2 separate regions of the Sus scrofa genome follow, and region 2 is linked to region 1. The links are chromatin contacts, called in public Hi-C maps. All regions are on one chromosome and are shown on one strand. Each heading gives the region's core, a stretch centred on a gene start, on an enhancer-like site or on the middle of the called end of the contact. The rest is flanking DNA. Distances are from core to core; before and after follow the strand shown.

Region 1 (6,964 bases), core at 3,074-5,573:
CAGCATTGCTTACAACAGCCAAGATCTGGAAGCAACCTAACTGTCCATCAACAGATGAATGGATAAAGATATGGTATGTATTTACAATGGAATACTACTCAGCCATAAAAAGAGTGAAACTTTGCCATTTGCAGCAACATGGATGGACTTGGGAGGGCATTATGCTAAGTGAAATGCATCAGACCAAGAATGACAAATACTCTATGATATCCCTTACTCGTAGAATTTAAAAAGTACAACAAACTAGTGAATATAACAAAAAAGAAGCAGACTCATAGACACAGAGAACAAACGAGGGGAGGAGGGGGAGGTACAAATTCTTGGGTGTAAGATAGGCTCAAGGATGTTATTGTACAACATAGAGGAATATAGCCAATATCCTGTGATAACTGCAAGTGGAAAGTAACCTTTTAAAATTGCATGAAAATTTTAAAAATTAAAAAAAAGATTGTGGTCTTCATATATATATATATATATATATATATATGTAATAAATTAGTTTGTTATATGTATTAGTAAATCACTGTATTTTTTTGGAGTATATAATCTTCTTAAAACAGATGGTATGCTTTGTAAATGTTTGATAAAACCATCACTAAAAAAGTCACCTAATGGTTAAAGGCACAAGCTTTGAAATTGGAAAGTGGTGAGTTCAAATCCAAATGCTATTACTTACTTCTACTGTGACATGAGAGCTTGGTTAACTTTCCCAAACCCATCTCTTCAGTGGACGCATAGTGCCTACTTTATAGGATTGTCGTGAGGATTCAGTGAGATGATATGTGTAAAGTGCCCAGCATACTGCATGACCTCAATAAATGGTATTTATTCTTTTTCTTAATAATTGCTAAATGTGTAGCAAACTCGTGAAGTGGGAGGATTTCCTTAATGTTTCACACGAGATCCCCAGAGACCTGGTCCCAAATGCCTTTCCAAGCTTGACTCTCACTGTTCCCTCGCTCATATTTTTATTTTTTTTTTATTTTTTTGTCTTTTAGGGCCTCACTGGCGGCATATGGAGGTTCCCAGGCTAGGGGTCGAATCAGAGCTGTAGTTGCCGGCCTACGCCAGAGCCACAGCAACGCAGGATCTGAGCTGTGTCTGCGATCTACACCACAGCTCACGGCGACGCCGGATCCTTCGCTCACTGAGCGAGGCCAGGGATTGAACCTGCAACCTCATGGATGCTAGTCGGGTTCGTTAACCCCTGAGCCACGGCAGGAACTCCCCTCTCTCACATCTTATTCTCCAGTAACACTGACCTGCTTTGTAATCAATGCTTAGGCCCCAGCATACACACTGTTCTCACCTCCAGGCCTCTGTTCTTTCCTCTCTTCGAGGAGTAGATTGCTCTTCCCTCCTTCTGGAGCTGACCGCCCCTTCACACTCACCCAGCAGTGCTCCCCCACCCAAACACCCCCCTGGGCCTCCATCATCACTTCCTGTTTCTGTTGCTTTTGTCTGTTTACATATCTGTGTTGCCAAATAGACCATGAGTTCTTTGGGGGCTTGTGCTGATTTACCTCTGAATCTCCACTAACCCTTGCACTTGGCACAGGGCAAGTGGCGAGTGCCTGACTGTCGATGATTCCATCTGAGAAAGCGGTATCCCCCTTTTTCCCCTTTCTCCTCCACCCAGAAAGCCACCAGCTCTGTCTGGAAGTGGGGCCCCCCTCTACTCCCTGGGTTTATACAAGAACTTTGTGCTACTTGGAGTCTCTCCATCCAACACAATACATGGGAGCAAAGCTTCACAGAGAGGAGCCAAGGAGGCCCTGCCCAGTCCGCCTTCCTCGGGAGGTAGAAGTCAATACAAGCAGGACTTGTAAATGCAAACACACAACAGCTTTCTGAACTCCGTCTCTGAACTATCTAGATTGTCCCTCTCTAAGTTATATTTGCTCTTGATCAGCTTGGAGATAGTATGCAGAGCTGCACTGAATTATTAACAATGCTGCTTGTGAGCAAGGACTCCAACAAGGGAAAGGTGGAGGGAACAAAATCTGGAGTTTAAAGGTGCCACATGCCAAGAAGGAAATCCTTCCACCAGGGCTTCCTCCCAAGGTTATGCACAGAGATAAGAGGATTCGGGGCAAGTGTAGAAGCAAAAGGCCCCAGCAGTTCTCAAAACACAACTTAAATAAACATTTATGGAGCTAATATATTTTGTTATAATGTTTAACATAAAATAATTATAAACAAGAGGGAAAATCATCAACACTGTAATTAAAAAACAATTCAGCAGGCTATAAGTCTACACAATGCATATTAAATTTCATATTCTACTACCTCCTCTGGCTTTTACCCAAGAACATTAAAAAAAAAAAAAAAAGACAATGAAGAAGAAAAGGGGAAAATAACGCATCTAAGGGACCGGGGTTTAAGAGAACCAGCAGAATCTTCTGCAGTCGGTGAGAACACAGGGACCATACTCTCAGCTTTGCTGGTCTGGTCAGTGACCTTCCAACGCCTCTTTCACGTCTGATCTTGGTTTCCTGTCAGGGGCCAGGGATACAGCTTGTTTTTAGTTTTCCGGGGCCTACAGCAGAGAGTATACGGCCCTCTGTCCTTTTCGGGAAATGGCCGGGCCCCACGTAAGAGCCACAGAGCCTTGGAAACAAGAAATTGTTGGCTGCCCTTTGCTCCTAATCACGGAGGTGATGCTTGTGGAACACGGAGGGAGCGTGTGCCAAATCTAGGAAAGCCAGATCGGTAGGGACTCAGGCAGGTGGAGCTCCACTAGAAAGGGTGGCTCTGCCCTGACTGGGGTCCAGGCGCACTGCTTGGCCAAGGAGCCCTTTTGGTGTGGACCCTCTGCCTCCTCTTTCCTCCTACTCTCGGGACCAGTGCGGGGTCAATTCCACTAGGGGGCACCGAAGGCGTCTCTGCAAGATCTGACTCCGGCAGGAAACGTTCCACGTTTTGACCACAAGATGGCAGTATATACTGCTCTATTGCCAGCGCCCTGGGCGGGTGAAAGAAGCGAGCTGATGGGGGGGTGGGGAGTATTGGCTGCAACTGAAATCCGTCTGAGTTTTCAGTGAAAGCTGAACACCATGAATATTTTGAATTTTTTTCAGGAGGCAGTAATTACTGAATTCTACGCATTCAAAGTATTCTAAGTCTCCAAGTCCTGAGACATGCGGGAACCCTACCACTTATCAACCCCGCACATCCCCAGCTCTCACAAAGCTGGGGTTTGACCCACAGCAGCAACCTGCCGTGCTCTCCACAAACCTGCCCTTTCACCTCAGCTCCGCTTCAGACTCACCTTCTCCTCAGAGCCAAGAGCGTCAGGACATCCCCCCCAGTGCCCCAAAACATCCAATCACCCCACCTCTGGAAAGGGTAAGGACAGAGATCACCTAAGGCGGGTGGGGGATCAGAAAAGAGAGGGGAGCGCAAGTTTGGAAAGATGGGGGAAGCTGAGTGAAGTGGGGAGGAAGGGACAAAACTGAGGCGAAAGAGGGGTGCGTCAGCGAGAGGGGCAATCACATGCGGGAAAGGAAGGGGGAAGAAAGAAACCGAGGGGGGTAAGAGGACTTGGGGGTAGGGTGAACGAGGACATAGAGAAAAGGAGAAAAAAAATAATAAGACGGGGGCGAGAAAGAAAGGCAAGACCAGAAATGAGTCAAGAAAGAGGAGACAAGGAAAATAAATGAGAGGAAGAATGGAGAAGGGCAAAAAGAAGGAAGATGGGGGGAGCGGGGGGCGAAAATGGAGATAAGAGAGGGAGCGGGGGCGGGGGGCAGCGGGCGGCAGAAGCCTGCTAAGGGGCTGGCACTGCCGGAAGCCGGGACGTTGATGTCTCGGATGGGGTTCGGGGAAGAGAAGAGCGAGCAAAGGGGGCGGAAAGGGGGAGATGAGTGAAGGGAGGAGGCAGGGACAAAAACCGGGGAGCGGTTGAGCCGGCTTCTGTGACTTTCGTCTCAGGCCCGTCTGGGGACCTGCCGACGCGTGCCGGACGCCCTCAGGCTCCGGGCCGAGGCCGCCGCTCTCTCGGCACCCCACCCGCCCCCGACCCCGCTTCTCGAAGAAGGCGGCGTCTCTGCGGCAGAGGGCCCCGGCCGCGGCGGGACGAGGCAACTCGGCCCGCCCGCCGAGCTCGAACCCCCCGGTGGCGCGGCTCCCGGCTCCCGGCTCCCGGCTCCCGGGGAATCTCTGGCCGAGGATGCGCCCGCCGCGGCGCGAGAGCCCGAGCCGGGGAGCTGCGCGGCGCGCGCAGGGAGGGGGAGCCGAGCGGGGCTCCCGGGCGCGCGGGCGAGGGTGCGAGCGGCCGTGCGGGAGCGGAGGGCGGGGGCGGGGCGGCGTGGGGGCAGGACCGCGCCGGCTCCGGGGCGCGCGCCGGGGAAGCGGCGGACCCGCGTGGTCCGCCGGCCCACCGGGGGTCATTTGCATGCTGTCACAAGCCCCGCGCCGACTCCCGGGCGCGCGGCTCGCTCGCTCGCTCGCTCAGTCAGTCGCGCTCGGCTCCTGCCACCGCTCCGCCGGCGCAGCCCCGGGGAGCCCGAGAGCGGGCGAGCCAGCGAACCGGCGGCGAGGGAGGGAGGGAGGGAGGGAGCCCGGGAGGGAGGGAGCGAGGGCGCGCCCCGGCTCTCCCTCTGCCCCGCCGCCCGCCCTTCCTGCTGCCACAGGTCCGCCCCGGGCCCCGCTCACACTTGGGAAACTTGGGACGGCGCAGGGGCCGCGTGTGGCACCTCAGGGGGGGCGGCCCCGGCCTCGGGAGGAGGAGGAGGGGGGAGAGGAGGAGGAAGAGGAGGAAGTGAGCCCGAAGGATCCGCTCAGAGCTGTTTGTCCAGCTGTTTCTATTCGCACCCCGAGCGGCCGGCGCAGCCAGAAGGGGGCCGAGCCGAGGGTGGCCGGCTTTCGGCGCTAATTGACAACTCTTCTCCTCACAGCTTGTCTTTCCCAGACACCCTGGAGTCCCCTCAGGCCGGCCCGGCGGGCGCGCACCTGCCGGCCGCCCCTGACCGCGCGGGCCAGGCGGCCCCTGAGGCGGAGAAGATGGCCCAGCCCAAGACCGACTGCCGCTCACCTGTCGGCCTCGACTGCTGCAACTGCTGCCTGGACCTGGCCCACCGGAGCGGGCTCCAGCGCGACAGCAGCGGGGACAACAACAACCCGGGCAGCCCCACCGTGAGCAACTTTCGGCAGCTGCAGGAGAAGCTGATTTTCGAGAACCTCAACACCGACAAGCTCAACAGCATAATGCGGCAGGATTCGCTAGAGCCCGTGCTGCGGGACCCCTGCTACCTGATCAACGAGGGCATCTGCAACCGCAACATCGACCAGACCATGCTCTCCATCCTGCTCTTCTTCCACAGGTGGGTGGCGGGGCACACGGCGTGGGGGGGGGCGGCGGCGGCACACGGTCCCGGCTCGCACCGGCCTCTGCTGGATCCTCCGCTCGCACAAAAGGGGCCACCACGAAGTCCGGGGGGGGTGGGCTGGGGAGGTCAGGTTCACCCGGGCTGCGGTGGCCGACCCGACCCCGAGGCTGGCCACCTGGATTCCTGTGCCCCTGAGGGGAGGCCTGGCGGATGCTGTTTTTGAAAGGTGCCTGCAAGAAGCCCTCCTAGGGAGATGCTGGCGCCCAGAAGGTGGACAGAGCCCGAGACGGTTTGGGGGGAGCTGGCAGCACTTTCTCCCCCCAGTGCCCACATTTCTACAGCCACTTTGCAGATTCCGAGGTGGATGCCCTTGGGATCCCGAGTTCCCCCCTTCTCAAAAGCCTTTTTCTAAATATGCAAACTCGGATGGAAACTGCAAGGGTTTTTAAATTTCCTGAGTGGCCCCAACTGCCTCCGGTGAGGGCAAGCAGAATGTCCAGACAAATTAAGCTGCTGGTGGTGTGGGGCAGAGTGGGGAATAAGAAAAAATTAGAGACCTGTGAGAATTTCTCGAAACTCTAGGTGGTGGGACCCTCGCCTCCTCCATGGGTCCCAGCCTTCACTTTCGAGCCAGCGAGGGCTAAAAGCAGCCCCGAAGAGCATTCTAGGACCTGAGGGCGAATGAATCCGTGTGGGTTGCAGGCGTGGGTTGGAGTGCGGGTCAGACTTTCTAGAAATCGGGCTGAAGGACGAGGAAGGGAAGGGAGGGGAGAAACACAATGGGAAGACCCAATGCGTCTGCTGTCCTCCAGTCTGAGACACTCTGGTGAGGGCCGGTCTTACCAGACCCCGAGGGCAGGGGGAACAATGGAGGCAATTTTGAGGCAGGGGAGGCAACCTCGGGAAACCTAGTCTTGAGTTGGATGTTCTTAGAGCCACAGAGACGGCGCTGGTGTGTGTGTGTGTATATGTGTGTATTTGTGCCCGCGTGTGGGTGGGTTTTATTCTTTCTCAACATCTCAGGTTATGTAAGAGAAAGAGACACCCACTGTGGGAGATCTGGGTTGTAGGGCTCTACTTCCCTGTGTGAGCCTGAGTAAATCGCTTGACCTCTCTGGTCTCTAAAAGTTTCCTTCTGGGTCTGAGATTCCAGATCGTGGGCAGGTGATATGCTCAGACTAGGATAGAAGAAATTTTGAGCTCCCATAGAATATTTGAAGAATTGGATGGGTTTTCAGTGAGACACCAAGAGGACGTTTTAAAAGTTATCAAGCTAGGCAGGAGCTACCTTCCTCCAGGTTTACCTCCCCAGCCCCAGAGGTTCCAGGAAGGGGACAAGCAGGACTGCCCACTTTGTTAGCATTATCATAACAAGTAGTGTTTTCCAGCATTTTGCACGCCATCAAAGCCCTTTCTCAGCTATTATTTCACTTTAGGCATCAGTTTATCTCATTGTCTCCAAGAGACCAGGCCGTGAATGGAACAGGTTTCAAGGGAATCTTCATTTCTGGTAAAAGATGACTGCAAGTGTATTCAGACCACGGCCCGATGCAGCCCTGCCGATAGGGAAGCCCTTCCAGGCTCCTGAGAATCCCGCTGAGGCTTTTAGGCGACGGGGGAGGGGTGGCCGCCAC
Region 2 (6,964 bases), core at 2,413-4,912, 320 kb before region 1:
TGCCGTCAGGTTCTTAACCCACTGCACCACAGTGGGAACTCTAGATCACTTGTTGTTTGATTTAATTTAGATGAAATGCCCAAAACAAGCAAATTTATAGAGACAAATTAGATCAGTGGTCACCTGGGGCTAGGAGTGGGAACAAGGATTCACTATAAATAAAAGTGAATGAGGGATCCTTTGGGGGAAGTGAAGATGTTATAAAATTGATTATGATGATGGGTGCACCACTCAGTAAAGTTACTAAAAATATTTAACTATACACTTGAAATGAGAGAATTTTATAACCCAGAGGTCCTTGGTGGCCTAGTGGTTAAGGATTTGGCATTTTCACTGCTGTGGCTCGGGTTTGATCCCTGGCCTAAGAACTTCTGCCCATTGCCAGTGTGGAAAAAAAAATACACATACACACACACACACACACACACACACACACACACACACACCACTCAAAAAACTGTTAAAATAGGAAGGGAACAGTAGGGGAAACTGGATGAGAAGTACACAAACTCTGTACTGCCTTTGCAACTTTTCCATAAATCTAAAGTTATTCTGAAATTTAAAATGTACTTAAATTGGTACAACCATTATGGAAAACAGTATGGAGGTTCCTCTAAAACAAAATATAGAACTATCTTATCCAGCAATTCCACCCCTGGGCATATATCTAGACAAAACTATAGTTCAAAAAGATACATGCAGGAGTTCCCATCATGGCTCAGTGGAAATAATTCTGCCTAGCATCCATGAGGATGCAGGTTCAATCCCTGGCCTTGCTCAGTGGGTTAAGGATCCAGCATTGCCATGAGCTCTGGTGTAGGTCACAGATGCAGCTCGGATCCTGCATTGCTGTGGCTGTGGTGTAGGCCAGCAGCAACAGCTCCGATTAGACCCCTAGCCTGGGAGCCACCATGTGCCATGTGTGTGGCCCTAAGAGACAAAAAAAAAAAAAAAATACATGCAGAGAAAAAAAAATGTGTGTATGTACACACACACACACACACACACACACACACGTATGACTGGGTCACTTTGCTGTACAGCAGAAATTAACATTGTAAATCCACAAGTACCCATGAGGATGCAGGTTCAATCACTGGCCTCGCTCAGTGAAATAAAGATCTGGTGATGCCATGAGCTGTCGTGTAGGTCACAGATGTGGCTTGGATCCCACACTGCTGTGGTTGTGGTGTAGGCCAGCAGCTACAGCTCCGATTAGACTCCTAGCCTGGGAACTTCCATGTGCCGTGGTTTTGGCCCTAAAAAGACAAAAAAAAAAAAAAAAGATACACGCACCCCTATGTTCACTGCAGCACTATGAACAATAGCCAAGAACTACACACAATAGCTAAGACATGGAACAACCTAAATGTCCATCGACAGATGAATATATTAAGAAGAAATGGTACATATACACAATGGAATACTACTCAGCCATAAAAAAGAATGAAATAATGCCATTTGCACAATAACATGGATGCAACTAGCGATTATCATACTAAGTGAAGTAAGTCAGAAAGAGAAGGACAAATACTATATGACATCACTTATATGTGGAATCTAAAATATGGCACAAATGAACCTGTCTATAAAACAGAAACAGACACAGACATTAAGAACAGACTTATGGTTGCCAAGGGGGAGGGGAAGGGGGTGGGATGGACTGGGAGTTTGGGGTTGGTAGATGCAAACTATTGCATTCAGAATAGACAAGCAATGAGGTCCTACTGTACAGCACAGGGACGTATATCTAATCTCCTGGGATAGACCGTGATGGAAGATAATATATTTAAAAAAAAAGAATGTAGGCATTCCTGCTGTGGCACAGTGGGTTAAGAATCCAAGTGCAGTGGCTTGGGTCATTGCAGAGCTGCAGGTTCAATACCCAGCCCGACACAATAGGTTAAAGACCCAGAGTTGCCACAGCTGCCCAGCAGCTCAGAATCAACCCCTGGCCCAGGAACCTGCATATGCCACAGGCGCAGCCATTAAAAAAAAAAGAATGTAAAATGTATTTAAATAAAAAATAAGACTATAAGACTATGTTTGTGGAGTCACATTGATATTTGGCAGTACCTATCTATGTGAAAAGACACAAAGATAAAATGGCATAATAGATAAAATCTCATCACAGATCAGCATTAACAGATGCACATTTGAAACAATTTTGATGATAGGCAACACTGACTACTAGCCTCAAATAAACAAAATGTCATCCCTCCAAAAAAGAATTCCATTATTCTCATCAGTAGTCTCATATTACCAAAAAGTACTCAATTATTATTATATTTTGAATTTCATCAATAAACATTTGTTGAAATTTGTTTTCTCTCTTGTCATATAGGTACCTACAAATTATCCACAATTTTGCCTTTTGGTCCACAAAGTCTAAAATATTTATTATCTGGCTCTTTATAGAACCACATTCTACACCACAGCAGGGTAAATATAAACGTAAGCAGTCTCTTTCTTGAGTGCATTCTTTTTTTTTTTTTTTTTTTGTCTTTTTGTCTTTTCAGGGCCGCACCCACAGCATATGGAGGTCCCAGGAGGTCCCAGGCTAGGGGTCGAAACAGAGCTACAGCTGCCGGCCTACCCCACAGCCACAGCAACAGCAATGCCAGATTCGAGCCGCGTCTGCAGCCTCTACCACAGCTCAGGGCAACGTCGGATCCTTAACCCACTGAGCGATGCCAAGGATCGAACCTGCAACCTCATGGTTCCTAGTCGGATTCGTTTCCGCTGCGCCACGACAGGAACTCCGAGTGTATTCTTATTATTACCTGGTTTTGGCATGATGTCCTTCTGGATATGTCCTATAAAGGATAAGCCTTGCATCTCTTCTGCTATGGCACTATTTAGGATTTCTATAAATAGAAACACTATTAGTTTAATAGTTCTAGTAAAGCCTCAGTGTCATCTTCACTATCATGATATTAAAGAGCCAACACCATACCACAGTGTCAAGATGACCCTCATCAAGTTGTGATGTCACCAGGCCATGAACTCACCGAGATCTCTCAGATATCAAGTGGCTCCTATGGCATCACACCCTGCCTTTGGCATCACCCTGGCACATCACCTTACTACGGTGTCATATGCTCTCACTACTGTTACTGAATTTTGCCCTAATGCCACTCCGCCGAGATGTCAGAATAACTGACCCCTAATTAATTCCATTCCTTTGGCGGTGGCAGCAGCGAGGGGTAAGGTGGCCACAGGCACCGGTTCGAGTTCTGAAGGTAGTGTTCAGTTACTACCGTTTTCCCTTCCGCTTACCACTGCAAGTCAGGGCCCCCGAGGGACAGGACTTTTAGGCTCCCATAACCCTCTCACCGTGATTCCGCACCCATTTGGCGTCACCGACTCAATGCCTCAACTGCGACCACCCACCCCAGTTCCACAAGAAGCCGCTCCCCGTACCTGACTCCATTCTCCAGCTGTCATCCTGGGCCAATTCCACCGGCCACTTGACTACGGCGGCCGCAAGGGACCCTGGGACTCGTAGTTCCGCGGTGCTAGGGGCCGAGTTGGAGAGAGCGGGAAAGGCGCCTCCCCTCCCGGAACTGCGCTCGAACTTCAACTCCCAGAGGCGCCCTGCTATGGGAAAAGAAGCAAAGGAACGAGGGAGATCGGTGATTGGTGGATTCTACTGGCTTTTTTGATTGGCAGTGGGAGCCGGCGACGTGAGGCGGTCTTTGGTCTGGCTTCACCGAGATCCTGGGAAAGCGAAATGGAGGGGTGTGTGTCTAACCTAATGGTCTGCAACCTGGCCTACAGCGGAAAGCTGGAAGAGTTGAAGGAGAGGATCCTGGCCGATAAATCCCTTGCCACTAGGACTGACCAGGTAAAACAGCGCTGGGGCCTCTCCGCAGGCGGCGGCGGTGGCTGCGGAGCCCAACGTGGCCGCGGAGCCCAACGTGGCTGCCCGGCCCAGCCCAGCCCAGCCCATCCCATCCCAGGGGGAGGCCGGTTCCGAGAAGGCTAGATCCCCTCCCCCGCCGCCCCATCCTTACCCCAGGGTCATCTCAGGCCTTGAGATCAGGCGGCCGGAGCTAGCCCTGCAGACCGTCACTGTTTTTCTGTTTGTTTGCGGGTTTTTTTTTCCCCCCAGTACTTAGCTTGCTGCATATTGGATATTTCTAGAACGTTTAGCGCGTTTCTCAAAAATGCCCCATCTTTGAGTTATCCGTGAGAAGGAAAGTTTTTGGTGTTTTGAAACGTGTTTCCTTGCATTCATTGGTGATTTTACTCAATGGAACACTTGTAACTGAACTCCTCTTCTGTGCCTGGCAGTTTGCTGGGAGCTGGGGATACAGTCGAATGGAAGGGGCAGACGTTAATAAAATAATCCCCAATCATATCCAATCATAGATAGTGGTAAATACCCGGGAGGGAAGTTGACGTGGTGCTTTCAGAAGCACCTGTCATAGAAGGACCTGATTTAATCTCGATTAGAAAAGCCAAATGTTGTCGTAACTGAAAAGGCTTTGCAAAGGAGGGAAGGTTGGTTTTATTTTGGAAGGATGAGTGAGATTTCCCCGCGGATGAACGGACATTCTAGGCAGAGGTGGAACGGGAGTGGACCTTGGGAAGTGTTTGTTTCTGCCCACCTGCTTAAAGGACCCACATACTTCAAGATTCACGGTGCCCTCAGCAAACCAACAAATATTTATAGATTGCCTCCTATAGGACAGGTATCGTGCTAAGCACGTACTTACAAATCTCCATTTTGTGTCTTTGGAAAGAGAGTTAGAAATCAGAAGACTTTTTTCTGGAACTTTCCTTTATTGCTCAACCTGAAAATGCCTTTGCCTAGTTTACCATCGTTTTGGTCTGGTAATATTTAATACTTTCGATTTAATTTAACAATATTAAGTTAAGATTTAATAATATTTCTAACCATTCTTCATCAAATGAATGGCATAAAAATGGGAGAAACTATTCAAGATCAAAAGACAAGAAACACAACAAACAGTTGCAACTTAAGGACCATGTATGGATCATGACTGAAACAAAGCCAGCTGCAGGAGAGTTGGGGAAATCTGAATAAAGACTGGGTATTTGGTGTTATAAAGGAGTTACTGTTCATTTTAATAGGTATAATAGCTATGTAGTAAAGTGTCTTTTTTTTAGATACATCTTTAGAGATGAAAAGTCATATTTAAGATTTGTTTTTAAAAATCGCACCAGGGAAAAAAGCAGATGATGCAAATATGGCAAAATATAAAATATAGGTGATAGGCACATGAGTTTTGTATTATATTCCCTCTATTTTTATATCAGTTTGAAATTTTTTTTCATCTTTTTAGGGCTGCACCCGCGGCATATGGAAGTTCCCGGGCTAGGGGTGGAATCAGAGATACAGCTGCCGGCCTACACCACAGCCACAGCAACACAGGATCCGAGCCACGTCTGTGACCTACACCACAGCTCACGGCAACGCTGGATCCTTAACCCACTGAGCGAGGCCAGGGATCGAACCCGTGTCCTCAAGGATGCTAGTTGGGTTTGTTATCGCTGTGCCACCGTGGGAACTCCCAGTTTGAAATTTTCGTGATAAAGTTTAAAATACCTTTTTCTATTACATAGGGCTAAGAAATACAGCAGTCAACTGAAAAAAAAAAAGTTCCCTTTGAGAAAGAAAACTAACTCCTAACTTTTTATGTTTTTTAAGTAGTGTTGCTCTCTAGTTCTGTGTGTGGTATATTTTTTAAATGGTTATATAGAGAATCTCAACTAGGTTTATGAGCATGTATTTCCCGTAAGATTCATCTGTTCTTTCTAGAAATTCAGGAAATTCAAGGAAATTCAGAGCGGACAGATGGGTTTGTGTCCCAGCTTCACCGTTTGCTAGCTGGGTGACCTTGAACAGGTTGCTTCCCCTGAGAAATCTTAGCTTCTTCATCTCTAAAATGGGGATAATATCCATCGAATGGGATCATGGGGATTATAGGACATGATGCATGTAAAACTCTTAGCACAGTACTGGACACTAAAGTACATAGATAATATAAATGGCCAAAGCTCTATTTCTGCCAAAGCGCTGAAATCAGTCTTTTACTCTGTTGCTCTCATGACTCTGTTCCTCCCAGAATTACTTACATTCATCAGTGCATTCTCCCCATATCACTAAACCTTGGTCTTTCTTATGTAAGTAGTACGGATTCAGGTTACCTACCTGAGGAGCCAGTGCTCTCCATTTCTTGTTTCCAAACTGTAGGTTTACCGGCTCTAATATTAATTCTTTCTGCTTTCTTGCTTTAGTTCTTCTGTTTCTCTTCAAGAAATGTTGATCTTATTGCTTCTCTGTTTCCCGTGTAGGACAGCAGAACTGCATTGCATTGGGCATGCTCAGCAGGACATACAGAAATTGTTGAATTCTTGCTGCAACTTGGTGTGCCAGTGAATGATAAAGATGATGTGAGTACTAGGCAGAGTTGATAAATTTCCCAGTTATCTTTAAACTCCAGACTGGTGTTTATCGAAGCCCGAGTATGACGCTAACAAACAAATTTTAACCTTTATGACTTAGAAGTTACAGCATGGCCCCAGAGTCCAAATACAGGACTAGTGGTTGCGATATTTCAGAATGTTCATTTTGCCACTCATACCCTGTAATTTAAGGTAAATACGCAGATCAAGGCTCATCACAGTGACCCCTAAGAGACTATAAACCCTATTTTTTTTTTTTTTTGCTTTTTTTAAGGGCTGCAGCCGGGGTGTATGGAAGTTTCCAGGCTAGGGGTCGAATCAGAGCTACAGCTGCTGGCCTATGCCACAGCCACAGCCACGCTGGATCTGAGCCGCGTCTGCGACCTACACCACAGCTCACCATAACACCAGATCCCTGACTCACTGAGGGAGACCAGGGATCAAACCCACATCCTCATAGATACTAGTCAGATTCGTTTCCACTGTGCCACAACGGGACCTCTGGAACCCTATTTATTATGTTGGAAAT

The links. Hi-C and Micro-C count contacts between places; a contact is called where the count stands out from the background.
Region 2: a contact with region 1 is called in a Hi-C map of liver, with 5 times the contacts expected there. The contact joins the promoter of PSMD10 here to the promoter of TSC22D3 in region 1. A contact is called at or near these places in 1 of 5 promoter capture datasets (fetal skeletal muscle), 2 of 47 Hi-C or Micro-C datasets (heart right ventricle and liver) and 1 of 2 datasets of contacts at active chromatin or transcription factors (alveolar macrophages).

The regions. Positions count from the first base shown.
Region 1 is chrX:88,230,942-88,237,905 of Sscrofa11.1, reverse strand. TSC22D3 (TSC22 domain family protein 3) reads left to right here and starts at 4,323. Exons shown (of 4, transcript XM_021080824.1): 1 at 4,323-4,634; 2 at 4,899-5,324. The coding sequence starts at 5,005.
Region 2 is chrX:88,545,291-88,552,254 of Sscrofa11.1, reverse strand. PSMD10 (26S proteasome non-ATPase regulatory subunit 10) reads left to right here and starts at 3,662. Exons shown (of 5, transcript XM_001926907.5): 1 at 3,662-3,847; 2 at 6,325-6,423. The coding sequence starts at 3,734. It overlaps ATG4A (cysteine protease ATG4A), which reads right to left and starts at 6,331. Exons shown (of 14, transcript XM_021079700.1): 1 at 6,182-6,331; 2 at 3,424-3,600. The coding sequence starts at 6,203.